Linked DNA regions of Mus musculus: region 2 is linked to region 1. A link is a contact called in public HiChIP or PLAC-seq data. All regions are on one chromosome and are shown on one strand. Each heading gives the region's core, a stretch centred on a gene start, on an enhancer-like site or on the middle of the called end of the contact. The rest is flanking DNA. Distances are from core to core; before and after follow the strand shown.

Evidence for each region. HiChIP or PLAC-seq counts read pairs in DNA pulled down with a chosen protein or histone mark.
Region 2: an H3K27ac HiChIP or PLAC-seq map of embryonic stem cells shows a contact between it and region 1, with 5 times the contacts expected there. The contact joins the promoter of Tnk2os here to the enhancer-like site in region 1. A contact is called at or near these places in 2 of 39 promoter capture datasets (maxillary cranial neural crest and second pharyngeal arch cranial neural crest), 2 of 15 datasets of contacts at CTCF or cohesin (embryonic stem cells and large pre-B cells), 11 of 484 Hi-C or Micro-C datasets (B cells, the G1E-ER4 cell line, the HPC-7 cell line and 7 more), 7 of 115 datasets of contacts at active chromatin or transcription factors (astrocytes, double positive thymocytes, embryonic hindbrain and 2 more) and 1 of 9 other capture datasets (embryonic stem cells).

The regions. Positions count from the first base shown.
Region 1 is chr16:32,126,692-32,133,374 of GRCm38.p6, reverse strand. No RefSeq gene overlaps it. Among named protein-coding and RNA genes, the nearest start is that of Cep19, 30 kb to the right of the region's middle. Within about 2 kb of position 3,019, at least 161 of the 459 cell types and tissues checked have an H3K27ac peak or open chromatin away from gene starts, as enhancers often do. A contact at or near this core is called in B cells, the G1E-ER4 cell line, the HPC-7 cell line and 4 more, where this site is marked.
Region 2 is chr16:32,664,252-32,670,908 of GRCm38.p6, reverse strand. It overlaps Tnk2os (tyrosine kinase, non-receptor 2, opposite strand), which reads left to right and starts at 2,712. Exons shown (of 3, transcript NR_033493.1): 1 at 2,712-2,954; 2 at 4,209-5,271; 3 at 5,601-5,686. It overlaps Tnk2 (tyrosine kinase, non-receptor, 2), which reads right to left. Exons shown (of 16, transcript NM_016788.3): 3 at 4,953-5,023; 4 at 2,467-2,688; 5 at 1,370-1,522; 6 at 679-956; 7 at 1-117.

The sequences.
Region 1 (6,683 bases), core at 1,770-4,269:
TTTGTGCAGAGTGGGTCAGTTGCTTCATGCTGTGCAAATAGAAATCGGAGACTGCTCTTTGGAGCAGCTGGCAGCAGTGGAGGTAGGCAGGGGCTACAGGAGTGTGGAAGAAGTGCCTTTGCAGAGTGAATTAGGTCCTAAACAAGATCTGGAGACTGGGGCTAAAAGTCAAAGGGGAAGGGGTCTGGGAGCGAGAATAAGATGGTTGGGAACTTAGGTGGGGAAAAGCCTACATAGAAATTTTTCCATCTTTTGGATCGCTACTGAGAGCTGTACAAGTTTTCTTTTTAAAGTGCCATTAAGCAGCTGTTTAGAGGTATTGTTTAGTGGGTATTGGGGCCAAATTTAGCCTGTGAATCCAGAAGCCTTTAAGAGTGGGAGACATCCCAGCAGGGAGTCTGGAAGCATTGGTGAAGACGGTTCCTTTGGACTGAGAGTAGAAGCTGTCAATTATCTCAACCAGCCTTCTGAGGATTCATGTGATAGCTAGGAGTGTTGGCAGCCAAGCCAGATCATCAGGGTGTCATGCGATGAAATGGGGGCTAGAGAAAGAGCTATGACAATCAAGAGAACGGTTTACCTAGGCCTAGGATTTCCCAGCAGTGAGAAAGAAACTGCCTCAAGCAGAGAGAAAAATCGCACCCAAGGGAAGATGTCCTAGAACGAAGGGTCATAACTGTGAATAACTCCAGCCTCAAGGACATCAGAGAGTGGCTTCGAGTTCAACAGCCCTCTCGTGGAACCAGGGGCCATTTACGATGACCAGTGGAAGGGAAGCTTACCACTTCTCCAGGGTTTAGATGGAGGTCTAGAATTTCCAATGTCTGCAAAGTCCATGTGGCGTTGGGAAATATGTACTTGCAAGTTTGTAAATCTGAATCTTGGGAAATGAGAACCTGAAAGTTTCTAAATCCAAGAGTCAGCACCAAGCACTATATTTTTAAAAAAGTCAAGGATGTGCTTTGTAGAGAGAGGTATGGTGAGGATGGGGGTGTGCCTTAGCGGGCCCGTGCTGAGGCATCCCTTCCCCCTGAGGGACCAGCCATATACTATTCTATAGTATAGATAGAATAGAGTTTATTTAAAGCATGGGAAGGGGAAGTGAGAAGAGAGTAAACACAGAGAGACAGAAAGAGAGGGGTGGAAGAGAGGCAGTCCAGGAACACATGAAGAAAGAGGGATCAGGGAGAGAGGAGGGAGGAGTCAGGGAGAGAAGAGAGTCAGAAAGAGAAGGAGCAGAGGGAGTGTGAAGGAGCCGAACAGCCCCCTTTATAGCAAGCCAGGCCTACCCGGCTGTTGCCAGGTAACTGTTGGACGGAGCCTAGAAGGAATGCCAACTGTAAAGGTATCTGGAGCAAAAATATTCATCAACAGACAAAGGGAAAGCAAAAGACATAAAACTATTTTTTTTAAAGATTTATTTATTTATTATATGTAAGTACACTGTAGCTGTCCTCAGATAATCCAGAAGAAGGCATCAGATTTCGTTACGGATGGTTGTAAGCCACCATGTGGTTGCTGGGATTTGAACTTGGGACCTTTGGAAGAGCAGTCGGCGCTCTTAACCACTGAGCCATCTCGCCAGCCCCCATAAAACTATTTTTTAAAAAGCACTTTTTTTTTTTTTAAGATTTATTTTATTTTATTTTATTTATTACATGTAAGTACACTGTAGCTGTCTTCAGACCCTCCAGAAGAGGGAGTCAGATCTCATTACGGATGGTTGTGAGCCACCATGTGGTTGCTGGGATTTGAACTTCGGACCTTCGGGTGCTCTTACCCACTGAGCCATCTCACCAGCCCAGCACTTTCTTTTTAACGAGGACACTACTGTTGTTCACAGCAACCTGACACCACAGTGTGGTGGTCTCGAGTGTCCCAAGGTGCTCTCTGAGGGCTTTTCGCACAAAGATCTCACTGTTCCACAGAGTCCGTGATGACGGTGAAGTTGGAATGCAGCGGGAAATTCAGGAGACTGAGTTCAAACCAGGAGACTCCATTAAACTAACAGCAACTTTAAAAACTCCCCACTAGCCATCTCACCTTCCATCACCACTAACAGTTCTCACACTTATTCTGTACTAATGTTTTATATAATTCCACTTCATCTGAGGGAAACACTGGGCTGAGAACAGATAAGATTTGCAGAAGATCACATGGGATTAAGGTCAAGATGTTATCAGTGTGCTACAGAAAGCCATCTCAGCACCCTACCATCTCTATCAAGTATATCAAACTGTCGGCCCTGGATATCAAAACAGTGGCCCCTGAAAAACACACGTTTACTGATTAAATGCCAAATAAGGAGAAGGTTCATATGGGGCAGAGGTAAGGAGGCTCAGAGTAGCAGTTGTCACCTATTGCAACTGGGACTCCAGAGGCATCATCACAACGTGGGGACAGCCTGGAGGGTGTTTATAGGCACTCCGTCTTTCCATTTCTTTATCTCTCTGCTTGTTTGTTTGTTTGAGATGGTGGTCCCACATAACCCAGGTTGGCTTCAAACTCCTCTCTGATCTTCCCTAACTCCTGCCTCTTAAATGCTGGGATTACAGCTAGTGACACCACGGACAGCATTGGCCTCCTCCATTTTAAAAACATGTGTAATTTGTGTGTGTGTGTGCGTGCACCAGGGAATTTGTGTGGAAGTCAGAGGTTGGTTTGTGGAGTTTGTCTCCTCCTCTTGTTGTGGGCTCCAGTTTGTTGTCAAGTTTGCTGGCAAGCACGTGACCCATAAACTGAACCATCCAACCAATCCCTTAAAGTCTAACGCGAGTGCCGGGATTATAAACATCAAACCAATTTTCAGTGGGGTTAAAGTTGGCTTGAGTGTGATCGCGGCCCAAACCCATGGCTCTGAGGCTCTTGGGGGTGGGGTGGGGCCAGTATGGGAGGGCATAGAGGAGGTACGTGGCTATAGTGGGGGTAGGGTGGGCGGAGAGGGCCATGCTTTCTAGAGGGTGTGAGCATTTCTCCTTCCGGCTGGTGTTTTCGATGTGGTAAGCACATCCCTTCTACGGAAGCCCTGGAGAGGAAACCTGGCACTTCCTGTTCTTACCAGTGCTGCGGCAAACTGCAACGGTAAGGGAAGAAACACGGGGGAAGGAGGAAGAGGAAAGCTCTGGCCAGGTCAAGATGCCAGGCTCCAGAAGCACACAGCTGGTTCTTTTCCAGGAGACTTAGAGAACAGGTCACCGTCCCTATGCCAGAGCCTCTGGTCAGTCGGGAACCAGATGATAATTTCTCCACATTGAAAAGCAGCCAAACGGACCACACAGTTGAAGAACTTAAGAATGAAAGTATACAGCAAGGGCGAGACTGTCAAAGAAATCTGCGTAGCCTCGATGTTCCCCCTCCCCCTTTCCATTCTACCTCCAACGCCATGCAGAGTTGGGCAGGATCATTTTAATATCAGATTCTGCTTCTCAACCTTGGAAGGAAACGTCTCTGCTTCCATGAGCTGTTTCATAGGATTTAGCAGGACAGCATCCTGACCGCTGGACGCGGGTCCACAGGTGCTGCTGACGAGTGACAGAGTATTTAGATGTTGTTTTTATCTTGAGAACCAAACCAAATACCTTTCTTTCTCACGGCATTGCTATCCTGTCCCTTTCAGAAGAGCCTGTCCATGTGTAGCTTTTCTCTGAGATTTTAACTTTTAGAACCCACCTTTGTCCCCGCTAAGATGTTGGCGGGCCACATGCCTGGCCCCTGCTCCCCTCTTAACACCATGGGAGACCTTTCACACCGGGGGCCACTGCTCTTAACATTTTGGGTGTGCGAAACACTTCACGCTTGCTTTCAGGCCAACCCTGACTTTCTTGAACTAGATCTTGAGTAGTATCAACTTCCTCTAGTTCCTGTTTCAGGGAGTAGAGCATCTTTTCTCTGAAGAGAGACAGCAAAATGAAAATCCGGCTTCGATGTTAATGCTTGATTAGAGAAGAAAACGCCACATAGATTTCTAACTTTTTAGAAGCATAAAGTTTTGCCTTCCTGCCCCCTCACCCAGGCACCCTGAGGTTTTACCTCTCTCTTTTTTAAAAGGGATTCCCCCCCACCCCCAAATAGGGTTTCTCTGTGTAGCCCTGGCTGTCCTGAACTTATTCTGTAGAACAAGCTGGCCTTAAATGCAGAGATCCATCTGCCTCTGCCTCCAGGATGCTGGGATTAAAGGAGTGCGCCATCATGACTGGCTAAGGGGATATATATATATATATATATATTTTTTTTAAAGATTTATTTATTTATTTATTTATTTATTTATTTATTATATGTAAGTACACTGTAGCTGTCTTCAGACACTCCAGAAGAGGGCATCAGATTTCATTTCGGATGGTTGTGAGCCACCATGTGGTTGCTGGAATTTGAACTCTGGACCTTCGGAAGAGCAGTCGGTGCTCTTAACCACTGAGCCATCTTGCCAGCCCGGGATTTATATTTTTTATTAAGATTTTAAGTTTTGGATATTGATTGATTGAGTGTGTGAGTGTTGGTGTTTGAGTGCCATGTAGGTGTGAGTGCCCACAGAAGCCAGAATAAATCCTTGGCTCTCCTGCAGCTGGAGTTACAGGCAGCTGCGAGTCTCTTGACTTGGGTGCTAAGAACCCACTTCTGATTCTGTAGAAGGGCAGGATGAGCCTTCCCACCAGCTCCTGCAGTTTTGTTTCTAAAGATGTCCTCCTCCCGCCTCCTCCGCTCCCTTCCCCCTTCTCCCCCTCCCCTCTTCCCTTCTCCTCCCCCTCCTCTACTTCCTCTCCCCTCCTCCCCTTCCTCTTCCTTCCTCTTCTTCCTCTTCCTCCCCTCTTCTTCCTCCTCTTTTTTTTTTAAGCCAGAAATACCAACTATATTTTATTGACTTCCAGACCAACTTTAATGGAAGTTTGTCAAATGCTCTGTAATATCTACCCATTAGGTCTCAGTATATAACAAACCAACATGATGCGACCCAAGGGTCCCTTCAGTTGAAGCACTGGCTCTGATATCTAATATTCCCCATCAGATATCTAACGGTTGACAGGAGAGGGCCAGAAAGCTAGACATCTCCGTCTTCACACTGTGCCTGTCTGCTTTGCTACCTTAGCCTTTGCGTCAGATTTCCTGTTCTGTAGCCTGATCCTTCACAGGAGCTGGTGAGCTCTTACTCCTACTCCATCCTCATGGTCTGTCAGGCACTGCAGCCCGACTGTCCAAAGCTGTGCAAGATCAGCTCCAGATGGGTGTGAGTCCATGTTCTCCCCGGCCGCTGGGGTGTGGGAAACTCTGCTGGGGAGGCAGAACACAGAGACCCTGGACCGTACTTACCCTTCACTGCTGCTGTAGAGGGCTGGGTCCTTAGCTTAGTGGAGGGTTGTCTTGGAGTGCAGGCAGGCCTTCTGCGGGAGAGTTAGGGAGTGCGGCTGGGTAGGTGAAGGCCTTCTCATGCTCCCCACAGCAGTTTTTGATGAAAGAGACAGTCCTTGGCTCCAAACTATTTACTGATTATTCATTGTGGAAAATGGATGCATACCACCTCGTCAGGGCACACCAGAGATTGAATACCATTTGCGGGGAAGAACGTCCAAGGAGAGAAGCTTATTGGTTTAACCCATGTAGATACCTACCTCATTAGCATGGAGAACTCTGTTTTGGCCTATGTGACCACAGATAAGAAGCGTGGCCCGCGTTCAGGCCAGGAATCTAGTGGGGATCAGGGAGACCCCTACCTTCTTAGGTGGGTACCTGAGTGCCGGGGTCTCAGACCCACTCAACCTTACCAAGTTTCCTGGCATGGTCCATTGTCCCATAGACTGGAAAGATGGCTTAGCAGTTAAGAGCACTGGCTCTTTGTCCAATCTCCAGCACCCACAGGGCAACTCCAAACTGTCTGTAACTCCAGTTCCAGAGGATCCAAAGCCCTCTTCTCCATGTTAGTGAGCACCAGGAATTCACAAGGCAAATAAGACTACATGTAGGCAAGACACCCACACCCATAAAATAAAGGAAGAATGAGGGGAAAGGCCCAAATAGAACTGCCTGGCCTGAATGTGTATGCAGGAAGACAGTGCCAGCTGCAAGGGAAATCCTGCAGCTCTGGGACAGTGTGGGTCTGCCTATAAACTACAAGCCAGGATGTTTGCACGCAAAGGTTAAGCATCTTTTGAATCTGTCCGTGCTGAGTGGAAAATTTCCAGTTATTAGATGAAGTCATTCCAGCAAACCAAACATCCTTTTCAGAAAGTAGCCTGGTCTGTCTATTTGGCTTCTACTCATGAGCTAAAGTCCGGCTCCAGCAGTCTGTATGCCCAAGGTCTTGGCTTGGTGTCCTTCATACCGCTTCTCCACCCAGAGATCCTGTCTCTAAGACACACTTGCTCTCCCTGTTCTTGTACATCGATGTTCTTGGTTGTGTTCTTGTGAGTTCATGACAAGATGATATTGCTTTTAGGCAGGCTCGATTTTCCAATGTTGGTGAGCAGGCTACCTTTGTTTTTATTTTGTTATGTGTGTGTGTTCCTGTGTGTTGTGCTTGGAGACCAGAAATGATCTCCTAACTTCTTCAACTACTTTTCTTCTTAATATTTAAAGAGTAATTTTATTATTATTGCTGTTGGTGGTGGTGGTGGTGGTGTGTGTGTGTGTGTGTGTATGCTGTGCACATGAGTACAGCCATGTTTGTACCTGGTGAACAACTTTCAGAATTC
Region 2 (6,657 bases), core at 1,463-3,962, 540 kb before region 1:
TTGAGGCCAATCCAGGGCTCCTGGCCATAGGTGAACATCTCCCACAGTGTGACCCCAAACATCCAGGTGTCACTGGCATGGGAGAAAGTCCGTGTCTTCAGGCTCTCAGGGGCACACCTGGCAAAAAAAAAAAAAAAAAAAAAAAAAAAAAAACAAAGGTCAAAGGGACGGCTTCTTTGGGACCTCTCCTTGCCACCCCTTTAGCTGCCTCTGGCACTAGGAGACTCCACGATCTCAGCAAAGGATCTGCCCAGCAAGGACCCAAGGCAGGCTAAGCAGCAACGTGGAGGTCACTAGTTAGTCACTGCCTACAAGATACGGTGCAATCTATTCCCGCCTGCCGCCAGCTCTACACAGATAAGCCTACTGACCATCCTGGCCTGGCTGCTTGCCATATGTTTTAAACTTAACAGCAAGTCCTCCAGGAAGCCTTTTAATCCCCCACCAAGTACATGCCCTTTAGATTGCTTGTGCCTTCCAGTATTCCTGGAGAATTCCTTGGGTGGATGTGCAAACATGTAAGTCTTCAAGAAAGGCACCCAGGCCCAGAAATGAGAAGGACAGGCCGAGGCAGACAGTCCTGTGGTAGGTAACAGAGGCCCCAGAAGTTGGAGGTGTGGATCTGCTGAGACTGGAGTGGAGCTTGGGCCCTACAAGCCAGCAACACTTGCCCCTCACCAGGCAAAGGGCACCTTGCGGTGTTCTTGCATGACATAGTGGTCATCATTCTGGGGCAGAGCTCGCATCAGTCCGAAGTCCCCAATCTTGACCAGGTCCCGGGTAGCCAAAAGCAGGTTTCGAGCAGCCAGATCCCGGTGAATGAAGCGCTTGGACTCCAGGTAGGCCATACCCTCAGCCACCTGCACAGCGTAGCGACTCAGCGTCCCCAAGAGGAAATGACCTTGGTGTTTACGTAGGCGGTCCAACAAAGATCCCAGAGGTGCCAGCTCTGTCACCTGAGGCCACACAGAAGACAGACAGGATAAATCCGGTAGATCGATGCCACTCTCTCAAAGGCAAAGTTCCCAGTCTCTTTCTGGAGGTCGACCATAGCTCCAATGAACGAACTCCATGTTCGTTTCTGACCTGTCCCTTCAGTCACCCCCAAGAATCTAAACCCCAGAATAAAGCATTCCAAAGAGGCCCAGGCTAAAAACTCCAAAGATAACTCATGTCAAGGGCCAGCCATTCCTATGGGCACATCTTGCCAGTGAGCAGTAGAAAATCCAGAGATGACAGCACTAGGCAGTACCCTGGTAAACCCCTTTGCCACTTGTGGCGGGAAACTGGAGCAGGCAGGAGGAAGAGTGCGTCTGGGAGCCCAGACTGCAGGTAGCCCTCTGGCCTTCCCTCCCACCCAGCCACTCACCATCTTCATGGGTAGTGTGAGCACCACACCATACAAGCGAATGAGGTTTCGGTGGTCTAGTGAATGCATGGCATTGACCTCCCGGATGAAGTCGTCCATGGCCTCTGGCTGGCTCAGCACGTCAGGCTTCAGGCACTTGACGGCCACACTCACCTGCCCAGTGCAGGATTAGCAGGGCGTTAGACCTTCATGGTTCCCAACACTGAGCTAACTGCACCTTCCAACTCAGAGTAAAGCCCCTTGCGTCAGACCTGTTCATCTGAGTGCACAAGCATGCCATCAGTTTATATCCTACATCCTCTGCACTGCAAGAGGGTGGCAGCTGACTGACCTCTAAAGGTCACTAAATGTGGGCCTCTTCTTTCTGGGCAAATTCCCAAATTAGCAGTGACAATAAATTAAGAGATGAGCAATATAAAGACAGAACAATAATATAGTTGAACTATAATGCCATAATCTATGGATGCCCCCCACCTTGGAAAAAGGGGTGCTGAGTGGCCAGGGCTTGACAAATCCTGCTGGGTGCTAGCAATATTAATATACTGTCTGGGAAGTGCATCTGGCCCTATATATTTACAATAATCTGTATCCCCCCACACCCCATACGTGTATGTTTGTGTGTGGTTATCCACTAGGGAGTTTTAATTAAGAGAAAAAAGGCTATGACTTAAATATGTAAATCTAATTTCTATCTTAGTGATGAGACATAGCTCAGTGGCACAGCACTTGCTTCAAAGCTGATCCAAGACCATGAAGGAAGGAAAGGATAAAGGGACAGAAAATACTTTGTCACTGCAGGTTCAAAGCCACCCTGGTCTACCCAAGATGCTGTCTCACAACAAATCCCTGCAGGGGTTGGGGTGGCAGGAGGGGGCGCTGCAGCCCTGCCTCAGCCGGGCAGTGGGAGCTGCAGGCCTTTGCCTTTCATTTTTCCGTGTCCAATCTTTCATAGTAAGCAAACTATCTTTAGACTTGAAAAAAAGAAATCACTGTGCTCAGTTAAACCTGAACATGGCTCAAAAGGTGAGTACTTTCACAACTGTCCCTAGTCACTTGTCGCCTGACAGAAGGGGAGAGGTGCCCACCCCAGAGCTCACCGTCTTCCCTGCGGGGGCGTCCCATTCACCCCTGCGCACCACGCCAAAGGAGCCATCCCCCAGCTTCTCCAGCAGGCGTAGGTCTTTCTCCCCAATGAGGCAGGTGAGGCTCTGCAGGGTCCCCTCCCCTGGCAGGCTCCCTGGGGTGGGGGAGGGCTTCCGGAAGGTGCTCTGAGAGTGCTGGGAAGGGAACTCGGCCTCCAACCGCTTTCCACTGAACACCTGTTTGAAAGCAGCCAGAAGCCAGATGGAACCCAGGGCCCCAGAGGCACTCAGTCCCACCCTACTGGTAAGCCTCAGACAGCTCCTGGCTTTGCCAAGCTGCCAGGGGCAGCCTGTTAAAGGCACACACTTCTAGCGTACACCCTAACGGGGAACCCACAGCTGAAGCCTCAGGGTAGTCGTCAAAAACAGATGAAGATGCTGCTTGTGGATGAAGTTAACCCCAAAACGGTCTGTGAAGACAGAGATAGCCCAAAGCCCTCCAGGTACACCCCCAAGCCCCAGCCCTGGCAGCCCTGGCCTTCAGCTCCTCCCCATCTTACCCTTCCCTTCCTGAACCTCCTAAACGGCACAGCCTCTTGCCCCTAGCATACAAAGAGAGGGTAGGAGCCCGAGGGGCCCTCCAAACACCTCCCTGTCCATTTTTAGCCCTGGCCCCTTCTCTGGGTTAACCATTTGGCACTGTCTGTCTCTATCCTCCCTGGGGAGTCGGCTGCCCTTCATCCTGCCCAGGGGAGAAGATAATTTTAGTCTGAGGTTGACCCATGAGTATGTGTTATGTGTGTGTATGTAGTGCAAATGAAGCCAGTCTTTGCTGGAGAAGGGCCTGGAAAGACAGCTGGATTTCTGGAGGGGCGCCTAGAGCCAAGGGCTGAGAAGGAAGGAAGACTAGAGGGGTCTCCAAGGCCTGTTTTGGAGAAAGAAGGGCCAAAGGTCAAGAGACAGGAAGAGGGGGGCTATGAAGGAACTCACCTGGCCATGCAATCTGACTTGGCCCCTCCACTGGGCATCTAAAGCTCTAGTGCCAGGCTACAGACTCTTCTCGTTGCCCTCAGAGCTGGCCAACCTTACCCGTGTGTGCTGAGTGATAGGTTCTTTCTCCCCAGCTGGTGAAGTGAGCCAACTCAAGCCACATTAGAGTGGTCATGGGGAAAGTGGGGGTATGGGCGGAAAAGAGAAAGAAAGAGAGGGTGTGCACAGAGAGAAGAAAGGGGCGGGAGGGAGAGAAGGAGATAGACAGACAGACAGAAAGAGTCAGAGAGAGATGGAAATGTCTGGGTTACTAGGGAAGAGCCTCTGGGAGAAGGGCAGCCCCTGGGCTGGAAAGTTCTGAGTTGGGGGTGGGGGGTGGGGCGGGCAGAGTATGCCAGGTAGGGACTGAGGGATGCTGGGAGACCCTGGAGGCCAGGTCTGCTTTGGTATGTAAAATATGCCCCTCAGCCCCTTGTCCCGAAATCAAACACTAAGGGCAGCTCAAATCTGAGGACCTGTTTGGACTTTGTCCCCTCCTCCCAGTATTTTCCTAATATTTGCCAATAAGTTCAATTTACAAGATCTACTTTCGCCACTGCAGCCACGAGGCCCTTTGCACAGTCCTACATGGTAAGCTGGGTAATGGAGCCAATGCTGGTTTACCAAAGACATGACAATTTTAGAAAGGACCACTGATCACCCAGAGACCTACTATGAACTGGGGTAAGATCCAAAATTCCCACACTGCTTTTCTCTATTGTCAATAGGTCGCCACACATTCATCCTCTGCAAAAACCTGGGCGATGGACCAGGACTGTGTCCCCAGAAAAGGCCACAGGCTCTCAAGAGACAGCCCCTTTGCCAGACTGCAGCCAGAAAATTTCTACTGCCCAATCCCAGTCCAGCTGTTCTGCCCTGCTCACCCCTCACCCCAGTTCTGAGGCCAGAAGTAGAGAGAGAGGCCCTGGCTGGCTCACTTCCTCTCTCATTGTCTTCCAGACAATGGGCAAAGTTCCACTGAGTCAGATCAGGGACTCACAACACTAAAGACCCAACTTAGGGGGTGGGGAGGAGCTGTGGGGAAGGAAGCTGTCAGCAGAGCCAGATGACCACAGGAACCTGAAGAGCGGAGAGCACAGGGAAGTGTTGGGGGGCAGACAGAACAAGGCAAAGATGTCCAGACAGTCCCCTCTACCCCTTTCTGGACACTGGCCTGACACTCAAAGGAAGGAACACTTATCAACAAGTCCCAGCTCCGGCACCCAGAGAGGCTGTGAAACCCTTACTGCACACAGGCCGTTCACCGGTCTGTCTGTGGCGGAGACAGACACTTAGCCAGGCAGCACCACAAGTGTCCTGTCAGATAAGAGCTTGGAGGAGGAAAGTCTGTACAAAGTGTGAGGCAATCGGTGAGATTATACCTCTGGGCAGCAGGAGAAGGCTCCTGAGCCTGCCAGCAGCGGGAGGCCCTTGGGTGCCCCACCACCCCCTCACACCCTTCTCACACACACCTTGCTCATCCATGACTTGCGTTTGCACATGGCCTTCCTCCTCTTCACGGCCTCCCACAGCCGCCTCTGGCCTGCAAGCAGGGAAAGTGAACGAGGTCTGTCAGACAGCTCTCACACCCTCCCAACGAGGCTGCTATCCACCTAACTGACTTCCTCAGTTCCTGGGACACCACTCAACCCAATGCCACCAACGGGATCAGTTGCCAACTAGGAATTTCATTCACCCAATCTCTACACTCTACCTCTGGCTGGAGGTGTTTACTCATCAAAGCAGAATGAGAAGTGGCCAGTTACCTCGCCAACTCTCCAGACAACTCAGGTAAGGAGATACACACATACACCTGTCTCCATTCTAAGGTTTCCTTCCCTTAAAATATTCTTACACTACTGACATCAGACGCTGTGCTGGCTAGTTTTATGCTAATATGACACAAGCTAGATCAGAGAAGAAGGAACCTCAGTTGAGAAAACGCCTCCATAGGCTGTTCACACACCTGCAGGGCATTGTCTTAACTAGTGACTGATGGGGGAGGGCCCAGCTCATTGTCCGCGGTGCCATCCCTGGGCTGGTGGCCCTGGATTCAGCAAAGCATCAGCCAGCCAGTAAGCAGCGCCCTCCATGGCTTCTGCATTTGTCCCTGCCTCTAGGTTCCTGTCCTATTGAGAGCTCCTGTCCTGACTTCCTTCAAGAACAGTGATGTGAAAGTATAAACTAAATAAATCCTTTCCTTAGCAAGCGGCTTTGCTCATGGTGTCACACAGCTGCGGTGTCCCTAACTAGGGCAGAAATCAACTATCTAAGCAAAAGCAGCACACGTTACTGTCTTTTTCTTTTTTAGCTTGTAAAACATTTGGCTATTTTGAGTTGGACACACTAAAGTTTCTGATTGTGGGTTGTTGTTGTTGTTGTTGAGATAGTCTACTGTAGCCTGGCCTGGATGACCTTGAGCTACTGATCCTTCAGCCTCCACCTCTTGAGATGTTTGTGTTTTGGTGCTGGGAATTAAACCCAGAACTTCACGGACGTTAAATAAACAATATCTTTTAGCAAGAGAGGTCTAGCCACAACCCATGATAAATTTCTCATTTCTAGATGGTAACTGCTAGTTTTAGTTTAGAAAGAAGGGAAAGTTTAAAGTAACAACATGTTCTTTAAAAGATTTTTTTTTTATTTTTATGTATTTTGTGTGTGTTCCTTATGTGTAAGGGTGCCCATAGGGACCAGAAGAGGTGTCAGATCTGTGGAGCTACTGGCAGTTACAAGCTACCTGATGTGGGAACGAAACTGGTGTCCTCTATAAGTGAACAGTACACGCTTTTAACCACTGAGCCATCCCTCTAGCCCCATCTGAGGGTTTTTTGTCTTCTCTTCTCATGTGGATCTGCTGGCATTAACCCCACTGGTGTTCAGAATGAAACAGAAGAGACACAGGAAATACATCTACAAATATCTGATCAAACACCAATGGGGAAGGACTAGAGAGCAGACCTGGTAGCACAGGGAGGCTGAGCCAGGAGGAGGCTAAGTCCATGGTCTGCCAGAGCAATAAAAGGTTCAAGGCTACCCTGGGTAACTTACTGACATTCTGCCCCCAAACCACAAAGTGCAGAAAGGACGGGCCAGAGCTAAAGTAGTGGAGCCCTTGCCTAGCACGTGAAAGGTCCTAGGGATAATTCCTAGTATCTCTTTAAAAAGGGGTGGAGG